Linked DNA regions of Mus musculus: region 1 is linked to region 2. Evidence: chromatin contacts called from public HiCAR-type data. All regions are on one chromosome and are shown on one strand. The core of a region is the stretch at or near the end of the contact, and the rest is flanking DNA. Distances in the headings are between cores, read along the strand shown. Region 1 holds the start of Oxtr (oxytocin receptor). Region 2 holds the start of Gt(ROSA)26Sor (gene trap ROSA 26, Philippe Soriano).

Evidence for each region. HiCAR-type assays count read pairs that join an accessible place to other places.
Region 1: a contact with region 2 is called in a HiCAR-type map of astrocytes, with 3 times the contacts expected there. The contact joins the promoter of Oxtr here to the promoter of Gt(ROSA)26Sor in region 2. A contact is called at or near these places in 2 of 39 promoter capture datasets (both in liver) and 2 of 115 datasets of contacts at active chromatin or transcription factors (astrocytes and hepatocytes).

The regions. Positions count from the first base shown.
Region 1 is chr6:112,487,662-112,492,027 of GRCm38.p6, reverse strand. It overlaps Oxtr (oxytocin receptor), which reads left to right and starts at 2,203. Exons shown (of 2, transcript NM_001081147.2): 1 at 2,203-3,149. The coding sequence starts at 2,231.
Region 2 is chr6:113,074,105-113,078,514 of GRCm38.p6, reverse strand. Gt(ROSA)26Sor (gene trap ROSA 26, Philippe Soriano) reads left to right here and starts at 1,271. Exons shown (of 3, transcript NR_027010.1): 1 at 1,271-1,341. Setd5 (SET domain containing 5) reads right to left here and starts at 876. Exons shown (of 22, transcript NM_028385.1): 1 at 803-876.

The sequences.
Region 1 (4,366 bases), core at 954-3,453, 590 kb after region 2:
GAGCAGGGTCCTGGAAGACTCTGCCCCTAGGAGATCTTGGCACAGTGCTATAATTGCAGATTCGGGAACCACTGGTCTAGGATCACTTAAGTCTCTCCACATAATTAGAAGAGGGAGAAATAACATGTCAGGATAAAACATGCATCTAATCACGTTAGAGAGCCCTGTTCATTCCCCAGCCTTGGCCCTTTCTGTTCCTTTTGGTCCTCGGTCATTGTAAATCAGTTCAAAAAGTGATTTCAAAATAGGAAAGGACCACGCGGTGGAGAGGCAGCCCTTCACATTTAATCTTGCTCTGGCGCCAGCTAGGATTTTAATTTTGAAGCATGGTAAGAAGGCAGAGGTGGCCTTTGGCCCACTGAGAAGCAGAATAACCTTATACGCAGACAGACGGACTGGGGGTGGGGCGGGGATACAGGGTGTGTGTGTGTGTGTGTGTTTGTGTGTGTGTGTGTGTGTGTGTGTGAGAGAGAGAGAGAGAGAGAGAGAGAGAGAGAGGGAGAGAGAGACAGAGAGACAGAGAGAGTCAGAGAGACAGAGAGAGAGAGATTTCCATCATAAAGAGCCTAAAATAAAGATTTCTCTCAAGGCTGGTGGGAGGGGCAGACATCTCCCATTTCTTCTTAAAGCGAATGTGAGCAAAGCGAGTCCAAAGACAGAACTTAAGCTGAGCTCTCTTTAAAAAGATGTAAAGGAAAAAAAAAAACCGAAAAGGCGAAGAAATGCGTCTTTATTACAATTTACTCAGGGAAAAACAAATGTCACTTTCCAAGGTTCCTATATCTCTGAGAACGTCAAGAGCTAAACCGAGAGAGGAAGGAGCTAGGTGGGTTGTTTGGGAATTTTAAGCTACTATGAAATAAATCTGAGCGACTACCGGGTTAGCTGACCCGGATCACTGGGATCGCCGCGGCCGGTTTGCTCTGCCCCCTAGCGGACATATGTGGTGCCGCAGCTCAGGGTTCCCGTTGTGGAAAAGCTTCAGACAGCGCCGCGCGCTGACTCGGTCAGCTCACAGCCTGGCTGGCGCTCTCCCCTTGCCTTCCTAAGGCATCCAGCCACCAGCAAAGCCGCAGGCTAGGTAGGAGTTTGCAAAGACGCCGAGATCTCTACCCCTGGTGGCACGGAGGGTGGCGCCAGCAGCTTTCCCAATCTGGGCGGAGAATCCATGCATCTCTGAGGCCATCCACTGTGGTGCAACTTCCCCGGTGGCAAGGCAACTTTGGGCTAACCTGCAGTCTCGCTTCAAGTGGCTGGGTCCTGCGCACTGTGGCGACAGGATGCCTAGGACCTACCTGTAGGACCCTCAGGTTCGGAGGGAAGGATCTGGCGCGTTTCACGTCTCTGGTTCCGGGAGGTGCTCAGGGTGTACCGAGAGAGACTGAAAAGTGACAGCTTGGACGAAGGTGCAAAGCCCCTGACTGTCGGGGCTCCTGGGCTGGGGATTCTGTGAAAGGCGTCCTCTGGGGTCTTTGGCATAGCAGCCTTGCGTTGCGCGGGGGTGGGGGTGGGGGTGGGGGTGGGTGGGAGGTAAGGAGGGGGCACTATGCTCGCAGGCGGGAGTCCCTCCGGAAGCAAGCGGCGTTGGGAAGTTGTGGGAGCTGGGGCTGAGTCTTGGAAGCAGGAGGTGAAGAAGGATGGGCTTTTGGGGGGACCCCAGGAAGATGTACCCGTAGTAAAGCTTTTTACTACGGGGGCTGGCTTCGGGGATCCCTTAGGGCGTGGCTGTGCTGTGTCCTGACAGGAGAGGTGTAGGTTTGGGGGTTCTCTGTGGGGAGAGGCTGCTGGGGGTGTGTGTCCTTGTTCTTGGGCAGAGTGGTTAATCGCAAGCTTCCTCTCTGCAGGCAGAGCGGCTGACTCTTTCCTGGGACCTAAGCGCAGGGGCATCTGCAGAAGCTCAAAGGAGGTACCTCAAACTAGGATTCCTACGGTCACCACCGAGAAGTCACCACCACTGCGCAGCTCCAAGGCTGGGCTGGTGCACTGAGACTCAGGTAACTTCAAATTCCCAGGGAGGGGACACACACGCCCCACTCGCGGGTCCTAAGTGAAGCGCAACGGTCTTGTCACGGTTCTCCTGGTTTGTTTCAGGGAGAGGACAGGCAGGTCAGTGCCAGAGTGCTCCCATAGACACCTGGACTGAGCGCCGGGCCCCGCCCCACGTGCCACACTTTAAAGAGCCTCAAGGCCGGGTGCTCCCTCAGGGTCGCGGTCGCGGTCGCGGTTGGTCATGGAGGGCACGCCCGCAGCCAACTGGAGTATCGAGTTGGACCTCGGGAGTGGAGTGCCACCAGGGGCGGAGGGTAACCTCACGGCCGGGCCGCCACGACGCAACGAGGCCCTGGCGCGCGTGGAGGTGGCGGTCCTGTGTCTCATACTGTTCCTGGCTCTGAGTGGCAACGCGTGCGTGCTGCTGGCGCTGCGTACGACGCGCCACAAGCACTCGCGCCTCTTCTTTTTCATGAAGCACCTGAGCATCGCCGACCTGGTGGTGGCCGTGTTCCAGGTTCTCCCGCAGCTGCTGTGGGACATCACCTTCCGCTTCTACGGGCCCGACCTGCTGTGTCGTCTGGTCAAATACTTGCAGGTGGTGGGCATGTTCGCCTCCACCTACCTGCTGTTGCTGATGTCGCTCGACCGCTGCCTGGCCATCTGCCAGCCGCTGCGCTCACTGCGCCGCCGAACCGACCGCCTGGCGGTGCTGGCGACGTGGCTCGGCTGCCTGGTGGCCAGCGTGCCGCAGGTGCACATTTTCTCGCTGCGCGAAGTGGCGGACGGCGTCTTCGATTGCTGGGCGGTCTTCATCCAGCCCTGGGGACCCAAGGCCTACGTCACGTGGATCACGCTCGCCGTCTACATTGTACCGGTCATCGTGCTGGCCGCCTGCTATGGTCTCATCAGCTTCAAGATCTGGCAGAATCTGCGACTCAAGACGGCAGCCGCGGCGGCAGCTGCCGAGGGGAGTGACGCAGCCGGTGGAGCTGGCCGTGCGGCGTTGGCACGGGTCAGTAGTGTCAAGCTTATCTCCAAGGCCAAAATCCGCACAGTGAAGATGACCTTCATCATTGTTCTGGCCTTCATCGTGTGCTGGACGCCTTTCTTCTTCGTGCAGATGTGGAGCGTCTGGGACGTCAATGCGCCCAAAGAAGGTAGTGAGGGTGGAGAGGAAGAGGGTGGCAGGGCCAGGCCCTACTTCCACTATCTCTGGACTCCCAGGGTTCTAGGGTCTTTCTGGTTCCACATCATCATCAGTCTCTGGTGGCACTCCACTCCCGAGGTCCATCAGTCTCTGGACTTTGAGGAGGTCACTTCTCTGTGTCTCCAGGACTACAGCATAGAAATACCCACGAGAGTGCAAACTCTTGCCAGAAGGCAGGCAAGAACTCCAGTGCAGGCCTGGGGCAACTTTCAGTGTGAAAATTCTTATTGAGGAGGGGGAAACTGAGGCAGGCGACTGTCTTTCCTACAGAGAGACAGAATGGAAGTGGGTTTTCATCCTGACCACAGGCTCAGGCTTTCTCTACTTTGAGTTTAATTTATGAGTTTAAGTCAGCCTGAGCACAGAAAGTCCGGATTGGATAGGGTCAACCTAAGAAAAGAACAGTTGGTCCCGTGAAAGCTGACTGGGTGTCCAGTGAAAGCTGAATAGGTCTTCTAAGGGACCGCTGGAGAGGTCAAGACAATTCCAGAGTGTCTCGTGTGGCAGAAGTAAAGGAGAGGTGAGTAGGTTAGAGGACAGAGATAGGTCTGGGGTGACAAGGGAGGGAGCCAAGGGGACAGTGGTCAGCTTTGATCGGGAGGCTGTGTGATTGTGATGCAGGAAGAAAGAGCCATCCTCCCTGGAGGACCAGCGAGGTTGTAGGATAGGATGGTGGCCTGCATGCATTAGAAGCCAGTGGGGGCTGAGGAAGGAGGAGGAGGCTGGGGAACCAGAGAGCTGGGGAAAAGGGTAGGAGGACCTGGTCTCCCTCACAGACCAGCCAGAAAGGACTTGTCTGTTCTAACCCTAGACGGTGCAAAATTGTATTATGGATATAATCACCGCTGTTCCCAACAGCAAATCCCTCCGCTGGGGTAGCTAGGTTCTCAGTGCAGGGGACCTGAGTTTCACTGCTCTCCTCTGTTCCCTTCTGGAAACCACAGATGCCTGGATTCACTGAGCCGTCTTGCCTTGCTCCACAGTGGCCAGGTCACCTGTCACTCGGTATTTACTGATAGCCTGTAAGTGGCTATGAGGCAAAGATTGCTATGAGGACTCTGTCCATTGTGTGGTCTCTGGTCACACATTACAAAGGCCTTAAAAAGATCATTTCTCCTGGGTCGCATAGCAAATTTGGCCAGAGTTGACAGCTCAATCTGAGGCGTC
Region 2 (4,410 bases), core at 22-2,521:
TGAGCGATTACCTACTAAAACCAGGGCTTTTGCCCACTACCATTTACCTAGGATCTTGGCTTGCACGGATTCATAGGGGCATATCCCTCCCCCTCTTCTTTAGAGTCGTTCTTAAAAGATCGCTCTCCACGCCCTAGGCAGGGAAAACGACAAAATCTGGCTCAATTCCAGGCTAGAACCCTACAAATTCAACAGGGATATCGCAAGGATACTGGGGCATACGCCACAGGGAGTCCAAGAATGTGAGGTGGGGGTGGCGAAGGTAATGTCTTTGGTGTGGGAAAAGCAGCAGCCATCTGAGATAGGAACTGGAAAACCAGAGGAGAGGCGTTCAGGAAGATTATGGAGGGGAGGACTGGGCCCCCACGAGCGACCAGAGTTGTCACAAGGCCGCAAGAACAGGGGAGGTGGGGGGCTCAGGGACAGAAAAAAAAGTATGTGTATTTTGAGAGCAGGGTTGGGAGGCCTCTCCTGAAAAGGGTATAAACGTGGAGTAGGCAATACCCAGGCAAAAAGGGGAGACCAGAGTAGGGGGAGGGGAAGAGTCCTGACCCAGGGAAGACATTAAAAAGGTAGTGGGGTCGACTAGATGAAGGAGAGCCTTTCTCTCTGGGCAAGAGCGGTGCAATGGTGTGTAAAGGTAGCTGAGAAGACGAAAAGGGCAAGCATCTTCCTGCTACCAGGCTGGGGAGGCCCAGGCCCACGACCCCGAGGAGAGGGAACGCAGGGAGACTGAGGTGACCCTTCTTTCCCCCGGGGCCCGGTCGTGTGGTTCGGTGTCTCTTTTCTGTTGGACCCTTACCTTGACCCAGGCGCTGCCGGGGCCTGGGCCCGGGCTGCGGCGCACGGCACTCCCGGGAGGCAGCGAGACTCGAGTTAGGCCCAACGCGGCGCCACGGCGTTTCCTGGCCGGGAATGGCCCGTACCCGTGAGGTGGGGGTGGGGGGCAGAAAAGGCGGAGCGAGCCCGAGGCGGGGAGGGGGAGGGCCAGGGGCGGAGGGGGCCGGCACTACTGTGTTGGCGGACTGGCGGGACTAGGGCTGCGTGAGTCTCTGAGCGCAGGCGGGCGGCGGCCGCCCCTCCCCCGGCGGCGGCAGCGGCGGCAGCGGCGGCAGCTCACTCAGCCCGCTGCCCGAGCGGAAACGCCACTGACCGCACGGGGATTCCCAGTGCCGGCGCCAGGGGCACGCGGGACACGCCCCCTCCCGCCGCGCCATTGGCCTCTCCGCCCACCGCCCCACACTTATTGGCCGGTGCGCCGCCAATCAGCGGAGGCTGCCGGGGCCGCCTAAAGAAGAGGCTGTGCTTTGGGGCTCCGGCTCCTCAGAGAGCCTCGGCTAGGTAGGGGATCGGGACTCTGGCGGGAGGGCGGCTTGGTGCGTTTGCGGGGATGGGCGGCCGCGGCAGGCCCTCCGAGCGTGGTGGAGCCGTTCTGTGAGACAGCCGGGTACGAGTCGTGACGCTGGAAGGGGCAAGCGGGTGGTGGGCAGGAATGCGGTCCGCCCTGCAGCAACCGGAGGGGGAGGGAGAAGGGAGCGGAAAAGTCTCCACCGGACGCGGCCATGGCTCGGGGGGGGGGGGGCAGCGGAGGAGCGCTTCCGGCCGACGTCTCGTCGCTGATTGGCTTCTTTTCCTCCCGCCGTGTGTGAAAACACAAATGGCGTGTTTTGGTTGGCGTAAGGCGCCTGTCAGTTAACGGCAGCCGGAGTGCGCAGCCGCCGGCAGCCTCGCTCTGCCCACTGGGTGGGGCGGGAGGTAGGTGGGGTGAGGCGAGCTGGACGTGCGGGCGCGGTCGGCCTCTGGCGGGGCGGGGGAGGGGAGGGAGGGTCAGCGAAAGTAGCTCGCGCGCGAGCGGCCGCCCACCCTCCCCTTCCTCTGGGGGAGTCGTTTTACCCGCCGCCGGCCGGGCCTCGTCGTCTGATTGGCTCTCGGGGCCCAGAAAACTGGCCCTTGCCATTGGCTCGTGTTCGTGCAAGTTGAGTCCATCCGCCGGCCAGCGGGGGCGGCGAGGAGGCGCTCCCAGGTTCCGGCCCTCCCCTCGGCCCCGCGCCGCAGAGTCTGGCCGCGCGCCCCTGCGCAACGTGGCAGGAAGCGCGCGCTGGGGGCGGGGACGGGCAGTAGGGCTGAGCGGCTGCGGGGCGGGTGCAAGCACGTTTCCGACTTGAGTTGCCTCAAGAGGGGCGTGCTGAGCCAGACCTCCATCGCGCACTCCGGGGAGTGGAGGGAAGGAGCGAGGGCTCAGTTGGGCTGTTTTGGAGGCAGGAAGCACTTGCTCTCCCAAAGTCGCTCTGAGTTGTTATCAGTAAGGGAGCTGCAGTGGAGTAGGCGGGGAGAAGGCCGCACCCTTCTCCGGAGGGGGGAGGGGAGTGTTGCAATACCTTTCTGGGAGTTCTCTGCTGCCTCCTGGCTTCTGAGGACCGCCCTGGGCCTGGGAGAATCCCTTCCCCCTCTTCCCTCGTGATCTGCAACTCCAGTCTTTCTAGAAGATGGGCGGGAGTCTTCTGGGCAGGCTTAAAGGCTAACCTGGTGTGTGGGCGTTGTCCTGCAGGGGAATTGAACAGGTGTAAAATTGGAGGGACAAGACTTCCCACAGATTTTCGGTTTTGTCGGGAAGTTTTTTAATAGGGGCAAATAAGGAAAATGGGAGGATAGGTAGTCATCTGGGGTTTTATGCAGCAAAACTACAGGTTATTATTGCTTGTGATCCGCCTCGGAGTATTTTCCATCGAGGTAGATTAAAGACATGCTCACCCGAGTTTTATACTCTCCTGCTTGAGATCCTTACTACAGTATGAAATTACAGTGTCGCGAGTTAGACTATGTAAGCAGAATTTTAATCATTTTTAAAGAGCCCAGTACTTCATATCCATTTCTCCCGCTCCTTCTGCAGCCTTATCAAAAGGTATTTTAGAACACTCATTTTAGCCCCATTTTCATTTATTATACTGGCTTATCCAACCCCTAGACAGAGCATTGGCATTTTCCCTTTCCTGATCTTAGAAGTCTGATGACTCATGAAACCAGACAGATTAGTTACATACACCACAAATCGAGGCTGTAGCTGGGGCCTCAACACTGCAGTTCTTTTATAACTCCTTAGTACACTTTTTGTTGATCCTTTGCCTTGATCCTTAATTTTCAGTGTCTATCACCTCTCCCGTCAGGTGGTGTTCCACATTTGGGCCTATTCTCAGTCCAGGGAGTTTTACAACAATAGATGTATTGAGAATCCAACCTAAAGCTTAACTTTCCACTCCCATGAATGCCTCTCTCCTTTTTCTCCATTTATAAACTGAGCTATTAACCATTAATGGTTTCCAGGTGGATGTCTCCTCCCCCAATATTACCTGATGTATCTTACATATTGCCAGGCTGATATTTTAAGACATTAAAAGGTATATTTCATTATTGAGCCACATGGTATTGATTACTGCTTACTAAAATTTTGTCATTGTACACATCTGTAAAAGGTGGTTCCTTTTGGAATGCAAAGTTCAGGTGTTTGTTGTCTTTCCTGACCTAAGGTCTTGTGAGCTTGTATTTTTTCTATTTAAGCAGTGCTTTCTCTTGGACTGGCTTGACTCATGGCATTCTACACGTTATTGCTGGTCTAAATGTGATTTTGCCAAGCTTCTTCAGGACCTATAATTTTGCTTGACTTGTAGCCAAACACAAGTAAAATGATTAAGCAACAAATGTATTTGTGAAGCTTGGTTTTTAGGTTGTTGTGTTGTGTGTGCTTGTGCTCTATAATAATACTATCCAGGGGCTGGAGAGGTGGCTCGGAGTTCAAGAGCACAGACTGCTCTTCCAGAAGTCCTGAGTTCAATTCCCAGCAACCACATGGTGGCTCACAACCATCTGTAATGGGATCTGATGCCCTCTTCTGGTGTGTCTGAAGACCACAAGTGTATTCACATTAAATAAATAAATCCTCCTTCTTCTTCTTTTTTTTTTTTTTAAAGAGAATACTGTCTCCAGTAGAATTTACTGAAGTAATGAAATACTTTGTGTTTGTTCCAATATGGTAGCCAATAATCAAATTACTCTTTAAGCACTGGAAATGTTACCAAGGAACTAATTTTTATTTGAAGTGTAACTGTGGACAGAGGAGCCATAACTGCAGACTTGTGGGATACAGAAGACCAATGCAGACTTTAATGTCTTTTCTCTTACACTAAGCAATAAAGAAATAAAAATTGAACTTCTAGTATCCTATTTGTTTAAACTGCTAGCTTTACTTAACTTTTGTGCTTCATCTATACAAAGCTGAAAGCTAAGTCTGCAGCCATTACTAAACATGAAAGCAAGTAATGATAATTTTGGATTTCAAAAATGTAGGGCCAGAGTTTAGCCAGCCAGTGGTGGTGCTTGCCTTTATGCCTTTAATCCCAGCACTCTGGAGGCAGA